Linked DNA regions of Ovis aries: region 2 is linked to region 1. Evidence: chromatin contacts called from public Hi-C data. All regions are on one chromosome and are shown on one strand. Each heading gives the region's core, a stretch centred on a gene start, on an enhancer-like site or on the middle of the called end of the contact. The rest is flanking DNA. Distances are from core to core; before and after follow the strand shown. Region 1 holds the start of CALM1 (calmodulin 1). Region 2 overlaps TTC7B (tetratricopeptide repeat domain 7B).

Region 1 (4,301 bases), core at 703-3,202:
GTCATGAAAAAGTTTCAAAGTGTTTTATTTGGGTGAAAGAGGTTAAATGATGGAAGAAGAAGCATTATTTTAGAAAATGCCTGGTTTTCAAAACCATGGATTCTAGCAACTTATTTATAAGGAACAGAAGACTATCAGAACCTAATCAACCTTTAAGAATTAAACACATTTCATCTCGAGGCCATTTTTCCTCCTTCTTATACAATGTATACCAAGTTTTAAAATGTATTTAACTACTGTATGAAAAGCCTGGCAAAAGAATACCAATTCCCTTAGCATATTTGGCCATTTAGACTGTAGCTTGCTGTATTACTGAATATTCTTTTAACTGACTTTGTATTAGTCCCTTTCCCCCTATTTCCAACTCTCCTATTAACATACAGTTTATTCCCATTCAAGTTTTCGCCCAGGAAGACAGAATGATGGTGATAACCACGTTCAGTAGGTGATGTCTTTCTCATCTGCAGAGGGAAGGCAGCACCATTCCCTGGCTCGCTGTGGCAGCCTCCCTTTAAATTGCACAGCTGGTTCCCCCTTTCCTACCGCATTCCAGAAGGCATATCAGTAAAAACAATTCCACAGATGTTTGTCTGAGGCTATCACACAAGTCCTGGGCACCTACAATGTGCCCAAACATTTTCCATTGTTTTAAAACATCTTTTCTGCAGACTGTGTCAAAGCCAGAAACAAGCATAACCAAGCGAAGCCCTTTCTAGCAGAGCTTGTCAATCACACACTTTGCCACATTCTCTGAAGGAGTACGCAGATAATGACTTGCAACTGTTGCCCAGGCCCTGTAAACAGAAGATCAGATTCTGTGCTCTGCCTTGGCAAGAAGAGAAACTGCAGCATTTTGTCAAGATTTTTACAAAGTTTTGGGCTTTACATTTATAACTGATATGGTCCTTTTTCTGCTATACAGAAAATTGAAAATATGAGTAAATTTTAGATTAAAATACTACTTGAAAGGAAATATAATTAAGATTGTGCATTTAAAAAATGGTCGTGCTCTATAGTAGAGTCAATTAAACTCTGTGTTCCAACTCTAATCTAGGGGATTCTACGTATCTTTTTTTTCCTTCTTTGTTTCTGTGGATCTACGAATAAAGATCTGATCTCTTAGGACCAGGTAACTAACATAAAAATAAAAATAAAAAGCATAGGGTTTCACAGTCTACGGAAGATGCACGGGTACATTGGTTTCAGTAAGACTAGGGTCAGGATGAGCAGTGTTTTCCATAGGGGAAGAAAAGTACAGTAGGAGGGGTAGAGTATTCAAGCATACCAAAAAAAGTCAGTGGAAACGTGAAAGCATTAAGGTAAGACTGGCTAAGCATATAAGCATGACGCGGATTTAGCGATCGAGCATACATGTTCATTTGTCTCCGACATTACTTGAAAAGCACACGTCTAAGCAGTTTCTTGCGCGAGGACACTTGCTCCCTCCAGATCCCTGTCCTCGGTCGCCAAAGGTGCGGCCGCCCCCACCCCAGAACTGCCCACGGCTCCCCAGCGGCGGACCGCGAGGCCAGGGCCAGCCCGCTGCCCCGGGGCGCGAGATGCGAGGGGCGGGTGGTGGGGGTAGGAAGGGGCAGAGGGGTCCCTCCTGCGGGGTGGGGGCCTTCTGAAGCCGGGGCCGCCCCCCGTCGGCTACGCATCCGCTCTGTCTCCGCCCTGGTCGGGGCTGGCAGCTGCGGGCACTCTTCGGGGCACGCACCCCGCGCCCCTCCACGCTTCTCCGCGAGGGTCCCAGCCCCGCCGGCGGCCACGCGCACGAAGGGTCGGCGGGAGGCCGGGCGCGCCGGGGCGGGGCCAGGGCTGGGGGCGGGGATGGAGGCGGGGCCAGGCAGCGAGGCCCGGCCCTCGCGGCGCGGCGCACGGCGAGGCGGCGGCGCGGCGGCGGAGGGATACGCGGCGCCGTATATATAACGCGGGGCGCAGGCTCGCGGCGCGGCGGCGGTGCTGGGAGCCTTGCAGGCGCGGAGCCGTTAGCGCAGTTGGCGGCGGCGGCGGTCGGCGACGGCACAGCGCTCAGCGCACACGGGGCCCCAGCAGCAGCTGTAGCGGAGGCGCCCTGCGGTCCCGGCCCCGGCGCGGCCACCCTCGCTCTCTCGGCCTCCCTGCCTCGCTCGCACCATGGTAGGTGGGGCGCGGCGAGTGCCGGCGCCGCGGCCGCCTGCCCGCGCTCTCCCGATCATGTCTCTTCCCGTCTTTCCCTCGCTGGGTGGCTTTTCCTGGCTTCCGGGTGTTGCGCAGCCGCTGCGGCTCAGGACGCGCTCTGGGTTTGCATCCCGGTTTCCTCGGCTGGGCAGCCCCATTTACATTTCGGCCCGTCGTGGGGCCGGGGTTGGCCGCGCCCGGCCCCGAGCGGGGGTTCTGGCCAGGCCGGGCCCCCGCACCCACCCGCTCAGTCGTCCGCCCCCGTAACGCCCTGAGGGCGGGGGCCCGGGCGGGGCCGCGGCCAGACCCCGGCTCGCGAGCGGCGGAGAATGAATGGGCCGGAGCGAGCCGGTGGCGCACGTCGCCGCGGCCGGGGCGCGGGGCCGCCGCCGTCCCCTCGGGGCGCTCCTCCCGCCTCCCTCCCGGGGGGCGCGGCGCGGGCGTGGGTCGGGAAGGAAGGAGCCGGGGAGGGGGGGTGGGGGCAGGAAGGCGCGGGGCGGGGGGCAGCGGGGGCGGAAGCGGCGGGCCGGCCGGCCGCCCTGCCCGGGCGGGGCCCTGCGGCGTCCCGGGGTCCGCGTCGCGGCGTCCGGCGCCCCTGCAGACCCGCCCCGCGCGGCGGTAGAGGCGAGCGGGGCCGCGGGGCACCGGGCGGGCCCCCCCGCGGGAGGCGCTCGGCCGTGCTAACTGGGGCGGGGGGCGGGGAGGAGCGCTGGCGCGCGCCGCGGTCTCCAGTGGAGACGCGAAGTTTGTGCTCCGGGGGAGGTGGCGGCGCGCAGGGCAGAAGCGGATGGGAGGCGCGGGGCGCGCTCGGGCCCCGCCCGCGGCGGGCGTGGGGGTGGTCTCCCTGGCCTGGAAGGAGAGGCGCCCCGCACCCTGCTCCCGGGGCCACCTCGCCCGGCACTTTCTGCGGCCCGCGCTCCCTCCCGTCCGAGGGGAGATGCCCTCCCCTCTCCGCCTCCTTTGCGGCTCCCCGGCTGCCGGATGCGCCCGTGCGCCTCTCCGGGTGTGCCATCCCCCGGCCGGCAGGGCTGACATCACCCCCCGCCTTTCTGGCTCGGCGGGGCGGGGTGGCTGCTCTCGGCGGGGCCCCCGCGCCTCTGCCCCGAGGCCGACGCGGTGTGGCGGTGAGCGTGTCCCTCAGTGTCGAGGCGGGCCGACAGCCTCGATGTACACTCTCAGAGGACACTTCCCCGGCGAGGTGACAGCTTTTCTTGCGAGGTGTGGCCGGCAGCGCTTCCTGTTGTAGGAGGCAGAGACGTAGCCCTGGCATTACATAAATCCTCGTGTTTCCTTCCTTCGCTATGAAGAAAACCGGCGTGCTGTGTCTGGGGTAGGGAGGAGGGGAGGCACAGTTAAAATTTGAAAAAAATGTTTCCCCCCTAAGTCAATATGTTGGAACATCACTCTTCCTGTGAAAGTTTTCACTTGCGAGTTCGAATAAACTGCCATTAGCTTTCTACTAGGACTTGTTTTGGAACTGGTTTCGTTAGCCATCCTTCATTAAAATAAAAATACATACTATCTGTCCTTGAGATCCCAAATCCCCATGGCTGGAGGCCCAGGATCAGCGTTGCGGAGAGCAAGTGATGCAAGGAGAGTTAGCTTCGCGGCATTACCGCCTCTAGTGAAGTGTTTATTAGGGGCAGCTCTTAGATCACCCTTAAAAGGGTAGAGTAAATGTCCTCTAGCAGAGTTCATAGTTCCTCTCAAAAAAAGGAGGGCACAGCCTCATAATTAACGTAGTTTCTGTGTACTTCAGTTTTGCAGTTTTGTAACAGCTCAATTGTAGGACTGTTCCATTATTCCCCCCACCCCGGCTTTTGAATCAGGATAATTTGACCAAGGACATTTAGCTGTTCTAAATGATAGGCTTTTAACAAATAACTGCCTAATTTTAGTGATTGGAAAGCATGGAAATGAAGTTGGTAGGATAACCCATTGCTGTGTATATTTTTCCACTTAACTGTATCTCGTAAAATAGACATAAAAGCCTGTTAATCCAAGCCAGTGCCATTATGTAACGACAGTTTGGAGATCTGGAGTGCCCGCAGCGGTGTGCACGGTGCGCTGAGGGCCTGACCTGGCCCCGGTCCTGGCTGCAGGGCCGGCCGCGGCAGGTTGGTCCCTCCGTGGATGGCCGC
Region 2 (4,085 bases), core at 681-3,180, 270 kb after region 1:
TGACAGCGCACACAGCACGTACACATGTGAGCAAATCGTGGCGTTTTAAGCTGCGTGAGTAAAGGCGGCGCTGAGACAGCGCAGTCGGAGGCCCAGCCTTACACGGCGGTTTTGGCAGTGGGGACAGCAGGCAGTGTTCAGTCCAAACGCCCGTAACTCAGCGGGAAGACACCAGCTGGGAGCTGGCCCTTCAGAGCGTCTCCCGGGCCCTCCTCGCAGAGGGAGACACCTGTCCAGTCACAGAAGCACGGGATTTTCTAGCTAGAAATGATCCGGCATGGCCTAGTCCACCGTGACACGAGAGAAGCGGCTCGCTCAGTCGCACAGCAGCGGGAGGGCCAGCTGGGAGCTTTCCGCCAAAGCTCTCACCTGGCTGACAGAGGAACCGCAGCTCTCAGACCGAGGACGATGCTCGCAGGGGGAACAAAGCAGAGGGACTCAAGACAGGCTGCCTTCTTAGAGAACCAACTTCTGGTCGCGGGGAGGGGTGGGGGGAGGCATGGCTGGGCGCCTGGGAAGGACGCGCAAACGGGTCACCAGCAAGGCCTGCTGCGCGCCGGGCTCCCCCCTGCAGCCTGGGCGGGAGGGGCGCTGGGGGGACGGATTCGCGCACACGTGCGGCTGGGTCCCTCCGCGGCCCGCCGGAAACCATCACGACATTGTTAACCCAAAATAAAACGTTTAAAATAAAATCCTGAGGCGGGGAGGAAGGCCTGCTTTCCGTTATTAATATGCAAATCAATATGTACATAATGCAAATCAATATGTACATGATACCAATCTGACGCTTCCAGTGATCCCAGCGAATGAGCTACTCGTAGGAACTGGTTCAAAAACTGGAAGGAGAACCCGCTGTCGCGGGAGAAGCAGCCTGGAGCCCAGGGCGAGGCTCGCCGCCCGAGCTGAGGGCCGCGGGCGCAGAGCCGCCGTGCGAGGGCCGGGCGGTCCTCCCGCGCACGGCCGGCGCCCCCCGGCGGCCGCGGCAGGAAGTCCCCGTGAGCGGGGACGGCGGCCGCCCGGCCGGCCACACCCGCAGCCGCGCCGGAGGGCGCCCCGAGCACTGCCCTGCCTCTGAGCAAATCGGCGCTTTCTCAAACTGCTTCCAGCTTTTTTCTGGGAAGAGCTTCGGCGGCGGAGTCTAGCGCTTCCCGAAGCCGGGGAGAATTGTGTTCATCAGCAGAGTCCGCAGTGACCGCGGGGCGGGGACCAGCGCGGGGCTGGCGGCCGCAGGAGGGGGCTGGAGGGGGCAGGTCGCACAGCTTGAACGTCAGAAAAGGAACAAAGTGTCCTAAATACAGAGACACGCAACCACCAGCAGCTCTTACACCATTCATGTTTCTGTAGTCGCATAATTCTATTCAAGCAATCACTTCCACGGTTGCCATGACGGCAGAAAAAAATTTTTTTAAGATAATCATGATAGAAAGAAACAGAAAAAGATTAACTTGCAAAAATTACATTCTAGAGGCTATGAAATACCCCCAGTTTGAGGGACGTGAATAAACCCACAGGGCTGCTTTCGTGTCTCTATTAGCTTATTCTTGCAGTGTTGACACCGTGAAACAGCTAGAATGAACTGCTGCTTAGAAACTGCACTCCAACACGAAGGGAAAGCGAGCCACGGACTGCCCCGGGTTTGAGGGTTTCCACAGACCCTTGACATGAGGTCATTTATTCCGTTTCAACACCCCTGACTGAGAGAGTGCAATGATGTCAGAATTCATTATGGGAAACGAGTCTCAAAAAAACGCTCTCGCCAGCATTCGGGCAGCGGGCACTGGCGAGCGGTCAGAACTCGGGGTTCACCTCCTGCACCCCGCTTCTTGAGCTGGGGGAGCTTGCCTCCGCGGGGGACGGTTCCCAGCAGCTCAGCCCTCACCGAGGAGAAAGGGCCTGCGAGTCCCTGGAGCACCCGCTGGCTGACCGGAGGGCGAAACCCGCCCGCGTCGCCGGGGGCCCCAGCCCTGCTTTGGCGCGGGCCCCAGCTGCAGGGAGCGCTCCGTGTGTCCTCAGCCGAGCTGGGGCAAACCCGGCGGGGGAAGGCGCACCCGCCGTCCCGGGGCTGCGCTCCCCTCCAGCCTTAACCTGCTTCCCTTCTCCTTCTCTCCTCCCGCCTCTTCTACCGGCTTCCCCTCCCCCACGCCCTCCCCCGCCCCGCGCCCTCCCCCACCCCGCGCCCTCCCCCTCCCCCGCGCCCTCCCCCGCGCCCTCCCCCTCCCCCGCGCCCTCCCCCTCCCCCGCGCCCTCCCCCTCCCCCGCGCCCCCCCCCCCCCCCCGCCCTCCCCCTCCCCCGCCCCCCCCCCCGCGCCCTCCCCCTCCCCTTGCCCTCCCCCTCCCCCGCGCCCTCCCCCTCCCCCGCGCCCCCAGCCCCTCCTCCTCCTCCCAGGTCTCAGCGCCCTGAGGTCCGCCAGGGGGCACTGACTGGCCAGCACCGGTCCCTTCTTGACCTCCTGGGCCCTGAAATCAGCATTTCTGACGGCCGGCCTCTGAAATCTACGTTCTCACGTACAAATGTATAGCAGCGTCTGTTCATGTCCTGTCCCGCTGTGACTCCGAACCGCACACTCAGCTCTTTAATCCTGTCACCTGTCTCTAAACTGTCAAACCAAGGGGGAGACAAACTGGAAGGAACCCAGAGCTCCAGAAGCAAACTCCAAACGGAAAACCAAGTCTCTGAGCAACTCGGAGACAAGAGAATCATTTCACCTCGTGATGGGCAGCGACTTCAACAGCAAGCTCAAGCTACTATTTCACATTCATTTACATTGTCACAGACACTTCTTCGGAGCCAGGGGGAAAATAAAATCCCTCCTCTTCCAGTCTGTCCTTCCAAATTATCTTCTAGCCTCAGAGCTTGGCCCAGGTCACCCAATTTAAGCCCAGTGTACTTAAATTCAGCATCAACTGTCACTGTCATGCAAACTCATAGTTCTGCTGTGAATAAAATACTTTTCTTACGAGATGTCAAATTCCTAGCTCATAAGGGAAAAGTTACTTGTTAGCGTAGGTTCAATATTTTTTCTCCTTATCTGTGGTTGAGAACCTTAAAGATCAATTTTAGAACAAGTCAACACAGTAGATCTCTTAAAGCTAAGAAATTGTTTGGCTTTTTCCATGTTTCTTCTTACCAACTGGTGTTCTGAACCTAAGTGATAGGTTGTTTCATAATTACTGAACACCAAACTTGGGCAGGGCTTCCCCAGCAGCTCAGACGGTAAAGAATCTGCCTACAGTGCACGAGACCTGGGTTTGATCCTTGGGTTAGGAAGATCCCCTGGAGGAGGGCATGGCACCCCACTCCAGTATTCTTCCCTGGAGAATCCCATGGACAGAGGGGCCTGGCGGCTACAGTCCATGGGGTTGCAGAGCTGGACACGACTGAGCGACTAAGAACAGAGCACACTTGGGCAAAGTGGGAGACGGTGAGGGACAGGGAGGCCTGGCGTGCTGCAGCCCACGGGGTTGTGAAGAGCCAAACTTCATCACACCGTGGGTTCCCGGCTCCTCCTTGAGGACAAATGGTGAACAAGGGAAGCCCCAGGAGCCACGCGTGTCCTCACATCCCCAAAGAGAACGCAGGCGCCTTGAGGACCCAGGTCTTTGTCCCTCAAGCAGAGCCAGCTTGCAGAGTGCTCAACAACTACCTATCGAACGAGGGAAATTCACAACTGCCAGGAGCTGAGTGAACCAAGACCCTGAGGGCATGCGTTTTCTCCCTGTTTCTTGCCGCCTCCTTTCTCACTGCACAGGGATCAGCAGGCAGCTCAGCAAGTGTTACTTTAAACAGAATCCGCCTCATCCCGGGCCTGCAGCAGGATGTCTGAGGAGCAGTGACATGCAGGCAACACGCCCGGAGTGCCCCGCCTGGCATCCTCGGGAGGGCTGTGTACAGAACGAGGAGTGTGAGGTTTAAAAAAAAAGAAGAGTTTCAGAGAAACTGTGCTGCCCAGGCACCGTTCCGCATGCCCCGCTCTCTGCCTGGAGAGTCCTGGGTCTTCCTCCAAGACCCGCTCAGAGGCCTTTCCTGCGCTCCCGCCTCCCGGTGCTGTCCGCAGGGTGCAGGTGTTTTGAGCACAGACAACATT

The links. Hi-C and Micro-C count contacts between places; a contact is called where the count stands out from the background.
Region 2: a contact with region 1 is called in a Hi-C map of hypothalamus, with 6 times the contacts expected there. The contact joins the enhancer-like site here to the promoter of CALM1 in region 1. A contact is called at or near these places in 6 of 16 Hi-C or Micro-C datasets (blood, hypothalamus, liver and 3 more).

Annotation. Positions count from the first base shown.
Region 1 is chr7:100,044,239-100,048,539 of ARS-UI_Ramb_v3.0, forward strand. It overlaps CALM1 (calmodulin 1), which reads left to right and starts at 1,953. Exons shown (of 5, transcript XM_060418488.1): 1 at 1,953-2,139. The coding sequence starts at 2,137.
Region 2 is chr7:100,310,126-100,314,210 of ARS-UI_Ramb_v3.0, forward strand. All of the region lies in intron 5 of TTC7B (tetratricopeptide repeat domain 7B), which reads right to left. Among named protein-coding and RNA genes, the nearest start is that of TRNAC-GCA, 43 kb to the right of the region's middle. Within about 2 kb of position 1,931, at least 23 of the 54 cell types and tissues checked have an H3K27ac peak or open chromatin away from gene starts, as enhancers often do. A contact at or near this core is called in hypothalamus and liver, where this site is marked.